2 separate regions of the Canis lupus genome follow, and region 2 is linked to region 1. The links are chromatin contacts, called in public Hi-C maps. All regions are on one chromosome and are shown on one strand. The core of a region is the stretch at or near the end of the contact, and the rest is flanking DNA. Distances in the headings are between cores, read along the strand shown.

Region 1 (6,487 bases), core at 1,453-3,952:
TCTCAGGTTGGATTTGAAGCATCTTCAAGGTCAAACACAGAAAAGGAGTTGGCTTTATGTTGCCACCATAGACACCGCCCACAAACCTCAACTCCATGGCTTTATCCACTACAAGTTCAGCTAAAAAAAAAAAAAAAAACAAAGGCAAAAACAAAAACAAAGTGGCATCTCAGATAATTTAGGGCCAAGCTCTTCCCAGTCTGAAATGGAGATAAGTTAGTTCAAGGTTTGGTGCTCCTCAATACTAATCAACAATTTAATATTAGAAGTGTGTGTATTAATAGTAATAATAATAACAGCAGCCAATATACAAGAAAGGATGACTATATGCCACGTATTCTCCTAAGCATGTCATATTATCTCATTTAATCTTCACAACAAGCCATGAAATTCCTGCACAGAGGCTGTTTTCAGATAAGGAAAATGAAGGCTAAGAAATGTTAAGTGACTTGCTCAATGTCCACCACCGGAGAGTAGCAGGGCCTGGATTTACATGTAAGCAGTCTATCTCCAGTGTCCATGTCTATCACCATTATGTCTGGAGAAAAGCAGCCAAATCTGGAGCTAAAAGAAACAGCAACAGTATACGACCCAATAACTACATAACTTTAAGTAAATGTCGGGATCCCTGGGTGGCGCAGTGGTTTGGCGCCTGCCTTTGGCCCAGGGCACGATCCTGGAGATCCAGGATCGAATCCCACGTCTGGCTCCCGGTGCATGGAGCCTGCTTCTCCCTCTGCCTGTGTCTCTGCCTCTCTCTCTCTGTGACTATCATAAATAATAAATAAAAAAAATTTTTAAAAAAAACTTTAAGTAAATGTCATCCACAGAATAGGGATAATAACCTTCTACAAGGGATGCCTGGGTGGCTCAGTCAGTTAAGCATCTGCCATCAGCTCAGGTCATGATCTCAGGGTCCTGGGACTGAGTCCCATGTCAGTCTCCCTGCTGAGCAGGAGTCGGCTTCTCCCTCTCTTTCTGCCCCTCTCCCTACTTGTGCTCTCTGGGTCTTTCTCTTTCAAATAGTCTTAAAAAAAAAAAAAAAAGCAACCTTCCACAATTGTTTTCAAAAATAAACACTAGCTATATGAACTCTAGGGCAAGTCTTTTTACCTTTTTTTCTTTTTGACTGTCAGTTCAAATCTGAACAGTAAAGGTAAAAGTTTAAGGGCTATAGTGAGTGTTAAATGAGACAGTACAAATAAATGTTAACATCTACATGTTACACAGCAAATAATGTATGAGAGATTCCATTAGTGGAAAATCATTTTATAAATCAGATTTCAAGTTCCTTTAAGATAAATTCTTATTAATTCATTCAACATTACAGTTGACACTTACAGCCAGGTACTAAATACTAGAGATATAGGTAGAATGATAAAGAAGAACAAAATTACTACTCTTACAGAGTTTACAGTCTGGCAAGGCAGAAAGCATTGGAAAAATAATTGAAATGCGACAAATAGTTAAAATAAGATGCAGGATGCAATACAATTATACAACAAGGGAACATAATCTAGCATTGGAGGAAAAAGGTCACACGTTCACTTTTGGACATACTGAGTTGGCCTGATTGTTTAATTAGAGATTGAGATCTCAGAGGGCGATCTGGGCTGAAGAGAGAAATTTGAAGGCATCTACAGGTAAGATCATACAAGGAGAGAACCTGCAGTGAGAAAAGGCCTCAAAATTCACCCAAAATTCACATAACTCCAAAATTTAACGGTGACTCAGAAAAACGATGTGACACGTCCAGGGACACACAGCGGTCGTGGCAGCGACAGTGATGGCACAGAGTAGTGCTGGGTGCTTCTTAAAATACACACCAGTAACCATACCAAATTCTCCTTATACATGACGCGTTTTACTCCTTAGAATCGTTGAGGTGGGCAAGATACCCGTTCTACAGCAGAAGAAGGCATACATCGTTCACCGGCAAAGCAGAGCTACTAAAATCAGGAGCCAGAATTCGAAGACTGCAAGGCTTGGAAGCCTTCTCGGAAGAACTAAGGTTTCTATTAGGACCCGAACGTGGAAATAACTGCACATCGTGCAGATTTATTTTTTTTATTTATTTATTTTTATCGTGCAGATTTAGAGAACGAAAGACCAGGAACTGGGCTTCAGGTATGTTAAGGTTCCTTTAAGGACTTCAGAGTCTCCGAGTTTAAGAGGGTTTGAGAACTCGGGAGATTATCGTTAAATATGAATAGACGCAGAGAACCCAACAGACACCCTCAGAATCAGGCCGCAGCAGACTCACACGTGTCCCCAAAGCCCAACCAACATCGATCCAGGCACACAGCAGGTGCTAGATTTTTCTGTGTGACTGACAGACTCCGCTCCAGTCTCCCGCCGGGGCCGGTACCCCGCGCCCCGTCCGCGGAACGGGGCCACCAGGGTGGAGGAGGGTCCGCGCGCGCCCGCTCACCCGTCAGCCCGAAGCACTCCTCTTTCCAGTACTTGGACTCGTAGATTCGCGTCCGAATGATCTTCTCCACCAGATACTGAGGATTGGTGCCGTGGATGCTGTGCGCATCCTTCACCGTACGGTTCGCCATCTTAGGACGCCTTCAGTTCTACTTCCGTCGGGTCCTTTAATGCGTCACATCCAGGTTAAGGCGAACCGGAGAGAGACCAAGAAAGGCGGAGGGAGCCTAAGCAACTCAGACCACCATCTGGAAGCGGAAATGCTTCGAAGGAAAGAACTTCCTTCCGCCAGCAGCGTCGCCCACCGAATCAATGATGGCCGCGGCACGTTGGCGGACGTACGGCGCGCGCCTCGCGTAGGTGGGCGGGGCTAGAGGGCTGGCTGGTGACGCAACGTGGGGCAGCCTGGGGGCGGGGCCATGGCTTTTGGCGCGAAATTTTCTTTTCTCCACCTTGCCTAGCGAGGTTCATTTTCAACCTGCTTGGGCTCCGGTGCGGCGCGTGGCTTTGAGAGCAGTCCAGCTGGCGCAGGCTGGAGTCGCTGCGGCCCGACGAACTCCCGGAGCGGAGACGGTGGGAGCGGAGGGCTTCGGTGCCCGGTGAGTGGCAGTCCCGGGCGGGACGGGGGTCGGAGCCGCGGAGACTGGAGAAGTTCTTCTCTGGGGACTCCGTCATTGATTCATCCAGCGGATATCCACTGCGCGCTGCTGACTGCCAGGCCCTGTCCCAAGGCCATTAGGAGCATTCTTTTCCACATCCCGATTTATAAAGGGCTTCCCACTCCCCCAGGGCCTGAGAGTGCAGTTGAGGCACCGGAAGCCAACCTTAGAGACGCGTGAGCGTTCCCGTCCTCAGCGGCCTGAGGTTCTCAGAAGTGGTCTTAACTGGGCCGCCTGTCTGCTTTGCCCTTGTGGAGCTTTTGCGTCTTTCCCTCCTTTGAGCCACCGCGAACCAAGCGCCGCAGGGAAGGCGGGACAGAAGTTACTGCCCCATTTTACGGATGTAGCAGTTGAGTCCAGAGACTTCTCTAGGTCGCTTTTTGTAAGAGGCCTGCGCTCCTGCCCAAGTAGCCCCCCCCCCCCCCCCCCGAGCCGCTCCTAATTGCCGGCCTCTAATGCACCTTCTTTCTAGGAAAGAAGTCCAAGAAATCCAACTTTACTTCTACTTTAGTCTAGCCCGGAATAGAGGCGCCTTCTGTTTTCACAGTTGGAAAAGCACTAGACTTCGAGGCATGAGATGTGAAGTTCTTATCCTGGGCTACTGTCTGCGAAACTAAAGTGATTAGGTATGTCAGTTTTCGATTTTAGTTGTTTGTAAAAATAGTACCCTCGTCGCGGCTGTTAGGAGTACCTGTGAAGGCCCGCCGAGGTTTCCACAGTGAGAGCAAGGTGTACCAGGTCTTTTTGCAATACTTTTTAACATAACAGAGGTCAATATGTGGATGTTAGAAGGTTTATGAATTCCCTGAAAGTAAATGCAAAATGTTGTGCGAATTGTACGCGAGTTTCCTAACATCAGGTTCTTTTTCTTTCTTTCTTTTTTTTTTTTTTTTTTAGAGATCCACTGTCTCTTACAAATAAATGCAAGAGATTAAGGGAGTGGGGAAGTGAATTTGCCATTTTGCATTTTCTCACTTAATCCTAGAATGGGGCCTGGCACACAGTGGGTGATTAATAAATATTGGTTGAATTAAAGGGAGGTTCTATTATCATACCATTTTGTGGGTAAGGAAATTGAGGTCCATTTGGCTTCTCAGTTGGTGGCTAGTAAGTGTGGTAAGCACACCTGAAGCAAGGCCTCTCAGGCATGTATTAACAGTACCTGCTTTCACACAGGTGTTGTAAGGTAGAGTGGTTTAGAGTCATTGGAATCTGGCTGCTTAGGGTGCAAATTAAGTCTGCCCTACCTGTGTGATACTGGGACAAGTTAATCGTGAAGTGCTGTAGCACCTACCTTTCACTGAGCACATACTTATTATTGAGAGTCTACTGTGCACTTAGCATGTACTCGCATTGTTTTAGGATTATTTTGAGTATTAAATGAGATAAATATATAGAGAGTTTTTATATTGGCTTAATACATATCTGCTATCACTCTTACTGCAACTCCCTTATGTTTTCCTTGGGCGTGGCACCCTGCACTTGGTGGTGTGTATGTGCCAGATTTCTGGTATCTCCAACATTGAGAGCCTGTGGTGGGGTATCTCCTAGAAGCCAAAGCCTTTCTACCCCGTTCATCATCTCTCTCTGCTGGTGGTGGGTGAGATGAAATACTGGGTCCTAAGGTAAGAAAGTAGGATAACAGTACAAAGTGGCTTGACATCCTTATGATGCCTCTTTTGAAGAATTCTCAGTTAATTTTTTGAACTTTTCATTAAAAAATAACTATATACCAAAAAGTGCACATATCATAAATGTACAGGTCAATGAATTTTCTTAAAGAGAACATACCTGTGTAACCAGCCTCCAGATCAAGAAACAAGACCAGCATCCCAGAAACATTACCCTTGTCCTCTGGGCTCTCTTTCAGTCACTTAGGTAACCTTCTGTTCAGACTTGGAATGCCATAGGTTACTTTTACCTACTTTTAAACTTTATGTGAGTGGAATCAATATAGTATGATTTTTTTTTCAATTTTTATTTATTTATGATAGTCACAGAGAGAGAGAGAGAGAGAGAGAGAGAGAGGCAGAGACACAGGCAGAGGGAGAAGCAGGCTCCATGCACCGGGAGCCCGATGTGGGATTCGATCCCCGGTCTCCAGGATCGCGCCCTGGGCCAAAGGCAGGCGCCAAACCGCTGCGCCACCCAGGGATCCCTATAGTATGATTTTTTATGGTGTCTGATTTCTTTGGCTCATTGTTATTTTGTGAGATTTTCCCATGTGTACAGTTGTAGTTGGTTTGATTTCATTGCTGTATAGTGCTATGAACATTTTCGTTTGTGTCTTTTGACGGTATGTATGTTTTTATGTTGGGTATATTGTGTTGGAACTGTTGAATCGTAGGATGTACATATGTTCAGTTTACTAGATGTTGCCCATGTTTCAAAGTGGTTTTACCAATTTACACGCCTTCCAGCAGTGTATGAGGACTGACTGTTCTGTCCTTACCACACACACTTGGTACTGTCCTAAGGATTTTTATTTATTTGTTTGTTTGTTTGTTTGTTTATTTATTTTTAAAGATTTTATTTATTCATGAGAGAGACACAGAGAGAGGCAGAGACAGACAGAGGAAGAAGCAGGCTCCCTGTAGAGAGCCCCATGCGGGCCTTGATCCCAGGATCACTCCCTAAGCCAAAGGCAGATAGATGCTCAACCCCTGAGCCACCTAGGCATCCCTGTCCTAATGATTGTTAAAACCAGATTGTTTTTTCGTTCATTCATTCACCTATTTTGTGCCAAGTCCTAACTGAGGCTCTGGGAATGCAGTTATGAACAAGATAGACAAGGTTCCAAGATCTCTGCTTTTTGGAAGTTAGCATTCTAATGTAGGACATACAATAAATAAGGAAGTAATATAATGCTTATTGCTTTGATCATAGGGTGATATAAATTTTTTTTTAAATTTTTTTATTTATGATAGTCATAGAGAGAGAGAGAGAATGAGACAGAGACACAGGCAGAGGGAGAAGCAGGCTCCATGCACCGGGAGCCCGATGTGGGATTCGATCCCGGGTCTCCAGGATCGCGCCCTGGGCCAAAGGCAGGCGCCAAACCGCTGCGCCACCCAGGGATCCCTGATCATAGGGTGATATAATGGAACATGGCCCTGCGGGATAGTATAAGGTGGTGGGAGGGTAAATTTCCATTGAGTATCACTGAAGGCCTGAGAAAGTTCTATTGGGGTTGAGACTTGAGCCATCCCTGAGAAGATATGCAAGAAGAGAGAACAACAATGGTGTAATACGTCTGGGGCACCAACAACGTTGGTCTATTTGAGGTTTCGGAAAGCAGTCCTAGAACAGAGTGATAGACCAGAGTGAGGCAGGGTTTATGTCCAAATCCAATCTTCTTTCATCCAATATCCCTGCCTGTTCAGCGTAGGGTAAATCAC
Region 2 (6,500 bases), core at 1,380-3,879, 450 kb after region 1:
CTGATTTCTCTTAGTCTTGCCCTCACCTCCACCATTCAAATTATTTTTTTTTTTTTTTTTTTTTTTTTTAAATTTTTTATTTATTTATGATAGTCACAGAGAGAGAGAGAGGCAGAGACACAGGCAGAGGGAAAAGCAGGCTCCATGCACCGGGAGTCCGATGTGGGATTCGATCCCGGGTCTCCAGGATCGTGCCCTGGGCCAAAGGCAGGCGCCAAACCGCTGCGCCACCCAGGGATCCCTCAAATTATTTTTCACACATCAACCAGTGATCTACTTGGAAGACTCTTGTGATCTTGTCTTCCTACTTCATTGGTTCAACCATTATTTAGTGGGTTTCTTTAATTTTTTTCTTTAGTGTGATCTCTACACTCAATGCGGGGATCAGACTTATGGCCTCAAGATCAAAAGTCACATGCTGTATTTACTGAGCCAGCCAGGCACCCCTAGTGAGTATTTTTAATGTGCCAGATACTCTTCTAGAAGCTAGGAACCCAGAGATACACAAAATAGACAAAGCAATTACTTCTTTTTACTCTTAGGAAGGTTCTGTATGATCTTGGCCACTGACTCACTTCCCCTTTGCTCCCAAATTACTATAGTTTAGCCATAATTAGAATTACTTTCTCAGAGCTTTGAACGCATTTATTCCCATAAATTTTATACCAATTCCCATACATTTTTCAAATTTAAGTTTAAATGTCTAGTTTAGAGAAACTCTGACTAGACTAGGTCTCTCTGTATTTTTCCTTTTAGAGTTTTTCACGACGATAAATTTAAAAGTGTGCGCTTGTTTAAGGTCTCTCCTGGTAGTTCTCTTGTAATTCCCAGTATCCTGCATTCCCAGTACCTGGCAGATATTAGAAGCTCCAATGGTTGGTTGAGTGAATAAATGCATGCCTTGCTATATGGGGTGTTATGTTATCTCCACAGTTGGGTAAACTCTAAGATCCAGAGACCTCTTTTTAAAGGGAAAAACTAACAGGTCACACTTCAGACGCAGCCTTTCTTTGTTCATAGTCATAAAATTCTAGTTACTGGCTGAATCCAAAGATTCCTTACCTACAGTATTATTGCTGTGACAAGTAAAAACAAAGAAAACACCCTCAAAATAGACTTGTCACTCCAGGTGACAATTCAACAGCAATTACTGACTGCTTTGCAGAGTACTGATTGGGCTGCTATGCTAGGAACTGGATGAAGAAAAAACATTTCCCTGAAGGAGGGCAATCCAGAGGAGTTCTTAGTTTAGAAAGTTCCTGAAAAGATGGCTGAAAACAAACTGGGATATTTGAACAATATTTTTCAATTAATTTATCGTGTCTGTTGTCCTAGTTCAGGTTTTCACCATCTGCCTGAATCACTGCACTTACACGTCCCAACTCCTTATTCGCTTATCCTGCATTATTTGTCGTCACAGCACTCACTGTTGTTCCAACAGATCATTGATTTTATTGTCCGTTTACACCGTCAAAACCCAAGCCCCAGGGCGCCGGGCTGGCTTCGCTGGTACACATGCCACCCTGCAGCTCAGCCTGAGTTGGAGCCCCACATTGCGGGTAGTTTACCTAAAAAAGTAAAACAAAACAAAACAAAACAAAAAAAACAAGTAAAAATGCCAGCCCCATAAAGACAAATTTTTTGTTGTTGTTATTGTTTTTGTTCATGACTGCATTCCCTGAATCTGGAGCTCAGGAGGCCCAGAAAAATTTAAGTACCTTTAACAGTCATCAATACCGCTTTCTGCTTGATCCTTCTCCCTTCATTTATAAGTACTTCTTCCCTTTATGTGTGGGGATCTTTGGCTTCATGGTGTCGGCACATCGGATCTTGCTAACATGTCGGTTTCAAGAACAGTCTGAGTGACGGCCATCCTAGTAACATTACAGGCAGAAAAAAACCTCTGGAAAAAAGTACATGAAGGAAGCACCCAGACGCAGGCGGCCACCTGACAGAGAGCCGGCGCAGCTAGAGGCCGCGCGGGCCGGCGCCCGGACGGAGCCCGGTTCCGCGGGGCGGAACTAGCGTCGCGCCGCTCGCCCCGCCTCCTCGGGCTCCGGCGCCGGCCAAGGTCGCCGCGCGGTCAGCAGGAGGATCGCGGGCGCCCAGCGCAGCTTGGCTGCCTCGCAGCTTCCATCCGGCGGCGAAAAACACTTCCGGCGTCCCGCTTCTACGTGCTGAGTCACGGCCGGAGGCTAAGCCCTGGGTGTGAAGGACGGAACACAAAAAAATGTATAACTGGGGAAAAAAAGTCTTGAAAAAATGTCTTGGGAACTCATTTTCTCCACTCGCTTCTCAATTCTCCGCCGGGTAATATTTTGCTCAGAAGCGCGGAGCATTACCCTGTAGCCGCCTCACAGCGACACCCCGCGCGTTACGTCATAAACGCGGCGCCAGCGCTTTTCTTCCCGTCGTCCTCCGCGCCACTCTCTCCGCCTCTTCTTCCTTGCCCCGCCCACCCTGGGTTTCTCGGTGCTCGGAGAATCCGGCCCGGTCTCTTTGGTTCCTTTTATTCCCTGTTTCCATTGGTGGTTTGCGTGCGCGTGACCTCCTTTCTTGCCTTCTGATTGGCCAGAGTCGGCAGCGTCATCGGCGGCCGGGCGGGCGGGGGATGAGGGAAGCTGCCGTGAGGCAGACCGGATAGGGGGAGGGGTTCAGGCCTGTCCTCCCCTGCGGCTGCGGCAGCACCAGCGCCAGCGCCGGCCGCTGCCGCCCCTGGAACGCGGAGGTGGAGGAGCGGCTGGAGGAGGAGGAGGAGGAGGTCCCCGGCGAGCGGGATGCCCATCGCTCCGGCTTGGTGGTGAATGCTGAGGAGAGTCGCGGTTGCTGCAGTCTGTGCCACCGGGGGGAAGTTGTGGTGTGAGGCCGGGCGGGAGCTCACAGCGCTGTGGAGAATCCGGGCGCGGGGTCCGTGCGAAGACTCGGCTGCTGCCAGACCCCTGCTCCCTCCGACCATGCCTGGAAGGAACAAGGCGAAGTCGACCTGCAGCTGTCCCGACCTGCAGCCCAATGGGCAGGATTTGGGCGAGAGCGGCCGGGTTGCCCGTCTGGGAGCTGATGAATCTGAGGAGGAGGGACGGAGGGGGTCTGTTAATAACGCCGGAGACCCCGAAATCGTCAAGTCTCCTAGCGACCCCAAGCAGTACCGGTGAGGCGTGGACCGGGGAGGCGAGCCGGGCGCGGGCCCCTCGGTTGCTGACGCCGTCACTTCTTGTCTGTCTCCTGAAGGAGCGACAGGGGCTCTCTTCACCACGAGCGCTTCCTCGGGCGGGGGCGGACAGGGCCCTGGGGGCTTCCGTGTGGTGTCAGCTGGGCAGGCCGGGAGGCTCGGGCCCTGGGAGGAGTCAGCGTGTTAGATGGGGAAGGGCTGCTCGAGTCATTTTGACGTTCGCTACAGCAAGAGTGGAGGGTTCTCTGGAGGCAGCGGTCTGGGTGGTGCGGGAGCCCTGGCGTTACGTGAGGGAGTTTAATCCTGGGGAGGATGTTTAAGGGGCAAATTATCACTATCCAGAAATAAGCAGGTGCCTTTGGTTGATAGGGGGGTAAAACTAATGCGGTGGAAGTTAGAGGATGGTGCGGCTTAAGTAAAAGAAGGCGGGCATCATAGCTGGCCTAAAATGAAGGGGCTGGTTTCCCTGGGTTGTTCCTCATTTACTAGAGTGTTTGGGGATCTCTTCCAAGGTCTTGTTAGAGAGGACTTGGCGCTCGGTTGGGTGAGTCATAGAAGACTTTGTGAGGTTTCTTCGAATCCTGAAACTGTCTACTTTTGTGCTGGGATCCTCCAAACATCTCTAATAGCTGTTGGCTTAGTACCATCTGAATATTTCTTTCAGAGGTAGCTTATTTCATACAATGTTGTGACTGTGATGTTTTGTAAAGAGAGATCGTATTGTCCAAAAACTTCATTCTCCAGCTTGAGGAAATTAAGATCCAGAGCGTTGGCTTCTTGCTTAGAATTACACAGCTAAGTAACAGCTGATAATGAAAACCCTGTCCATTTGACACCAAATCCAGTGTACCATTTGATGATTTTTATAATGTTCTTACTCCTATGGGGTTGGAAGGTGAAGGATTCTAGATCCCAATTTCTTATAAGCCTCTACAGTGTTAGAGCTGGAAAGAACCTTGGAGATAATCTTTTCCACTCCCCATTTCTCCCATTTGACAGATGACTGAAACCGAGGTCTGGAAAGAAGTGATTTAGCCCCGAGTTTAAGACTGGCGTAATTTCTCCTTTCACTCCCAGTCTAGGATTAACAGTACACAACTCCTTGTGCTGTTTTTTTGCGAGCTGCAGGGTCAAGAAATCTTTGTGGATGGGCTAAATTTTCTCTTTTTCTCATTAAAGATGAGAGTGGTTGCTTTAGTAATATGTAAATGAACAAATTGAAACCTTGATAGAAAGTGCTTACTTTTCAGATTAAATGTTAAGTAACAGCTTTAGCTTTTACTGCCTGTATGAAATTACATATTAACAACTAATCTTTATAGAATATACACTATGTGTCAAATACTGTACTGCTTTAGATATTTCATTTAATGATCTCATTTTGGCAAGTTTATATCACAAATGCTTACATATTACTGTGCACCAGGCATTGTGCTATCTTAAATCCTTTTTTTTTTTTTTAAGATTTTATTTATTTATTCATGAGAGACAGAGAGAGAGAGAGAGAGAGAGAGAGAGAGAGGCAGAGACACAGGCAGAGGGAGAAGCAGGCTCCATGCAGGGAGCCTGACACGGGACGGGATCCTGGGTCTGCGGGATCACACTCTGGGCCGAGGGCGGCACTAAACCGGTGAGCCACCCGGGCTGCCCTCTCTTGAAGTTTTTATATGTAGAACCAATCCCTCGTTTCACTGTATTTCAGTAGGGTTTTGTACAGGGCCTGTTACAGTATGTATCCATCATATTATAACTATATGTCTTTTGAATGTATGAATAAGCACCAGAGGCAGACCTGATTAAAGGAATATTATGGTGAAATAATGCCTGGAAAGATTTACTATTTATTAAGTAATAGCTTGTGGAATTTTACATATGTATACGTGTAATTTGTATTCAGCTTTTTTGAAATGTTAAACCTACCTGTAGGATATCTTTTTTTTTTTTTTTTTTTTTTTTTAGGGATCTGTGTAGGTGGTAAGTGTTGATTTCCTTCTCATCTGCAAGAATTAACTTTTATGCTGGAATCCTTTAAACATCTCTAATAAGAATTAAGGAGCTTCAGGTTGGAAACTGCTGTTCAAATCTTTATTGGTGTAAAGGGGAAGGAAATTCTAGATGGACAGAATTATTTAGTGCAGTCTAAATAGTAAATTATTTTAATAACAAAGAGCACTCTGCAAATTTGGATTGACAAGTATAAAACACTGGGGCACCTGGCTGGTTCAGTCTGTGGAAAATGCAACTTTTTTTTTTTTTTTAAAGCTTTCATTTATTTTTTCATGAGAGACACACAGAGAGAGGCAGAGACCCAGACAGAGGGAGAAGCAGGCTCCATGCAGGAAGCCCAACGTAGGACTCCATCATGCCCTGAGCCAAAGGCCGATGCTCAGCTGCTGAGCCACCCAGGTGTCCCAAGCATGCAACTCTTGATCTTGGGGTTGTGAGTTTGAGTCCCACGCTGGGTGTAGAGGTTGTTTAAAAATAAATTCTTAGGGGATCCCTGGGTGGCTTGGTGGTTTAGCGCCTGCCTTTGGCCCAGGGCCTGATCCTGGAGTCCTGGGATCAAGTCCCACGTCGGGCTCCCGGCTTGAGCCTGCTTCTCCCTCTGCCTGTGTCTCTGCCTCTCTTTCTCTCTCTGTGTCTATCATGAATAAATAAATAAAATCTTTAAAAAATAAATAAATAAATTCTTAAAAGCGTAAACACTTTTCTTGTTTAACCAGTTTGTAAAAAGACCTGTGTTTTTCTGTGGGGAAGGGGAGAACAATATGAAAAGGCTTGCAAGCTTTTTAACTTAAATTTGTTCAGACTATTAGAAGTGAGAAGACAGTTATTGTAATTAAATTCTCAATATGCTATAGAAAATAATGGATGTGTGCTGAAAAAGGTACAGGTTATTTCTGAATGTTATATTGTTTACTATTATTTGCAGAGGAACAGAGGGATGTTCACAATTTAAGTGAACATCTGCTGGCTTCCCAAAGTTAGGAGTGGGGTGACACACTTCTGAACAGAAGCTCTAGGCAAATCTCAGATATCAGAACATCAGAGAACATTTTATTTTGTATTGGATGGGAAGAACATGGATTTATTTCTTGACCTTTTCAGCTGGAACCCCTGGAATAGTAATGCTTTTTTTGGTATAGGCAGTACTTGCAGTGTGGTATATATACACCTTATTGGTAAGATTATAGATTCTGAGAGCTACCAGAGAGATCGTGTACTTATTCATATCTGTATAAATTCTAGGAACTTGGGACAATCCAACCTCTTGGTCTGATACCTGAATTTAAAACTTAATTTCAATTGTACCTTCTTAGTCTTGTAAAGT

What was found. A called contact is a pair of places that touch in the nucleus more often than the background predicts.
Region 2: a Hi-C map of blood shows a contact between it and region 1, with 6 times the contacts expected there. The contact joins the promoter of NRDC here to the promoter of PRPF38A in region 1. A contact is called at or near these places in 2 of 9 Hi-C or Micro-C datasets (both in blood).

The regions. Positions count from the first base shown.
Region 1 is chr15:9,005,776-9,012,262 of UU_Cfam_GSD_1.0, forward strand. It overlaps PRPF38A (pre-mRNA-splicing factor 38A), which reads right to left and starts at 2,703. Exons shown (of 10, transcript XM_038558025.1): 1 at 2,432-2,703; 2 at 1-120. The coding sequence starts at 2,561. It overlaps TUT4 (terminal uridylyltransferase 4), which reads left to right. Exons shown (of 32, transcript XR_005370210.1): 32 at 1,876-3,030. ORC1 (origin recognition complex subunit 1) reads left to right here and starts at 2,891. Exons shown (of 19, transcript XM_038558018.1): 1 at 2,891-3,029; 2 at 3,562-3,715.
Region 2 is chr15:9,453,573-9,460,072 of UU_Cfam_GSD_1.0, forward strand. NRDC (nardilysin) reads left to right here and starts at 2,630. Exons shown (of 31, transcript XM_038558037.1): 1 at 2,630-3,148. The coding sequence starts at 2,805. It overlaps LOC102154126 (a long non-coding RNA gene), which reads right to left and starts at 2,550. Exons shown (of 3, transcript XR_005370225.1): 1 at 1,719-2,550; 2 at 1,374-1,568.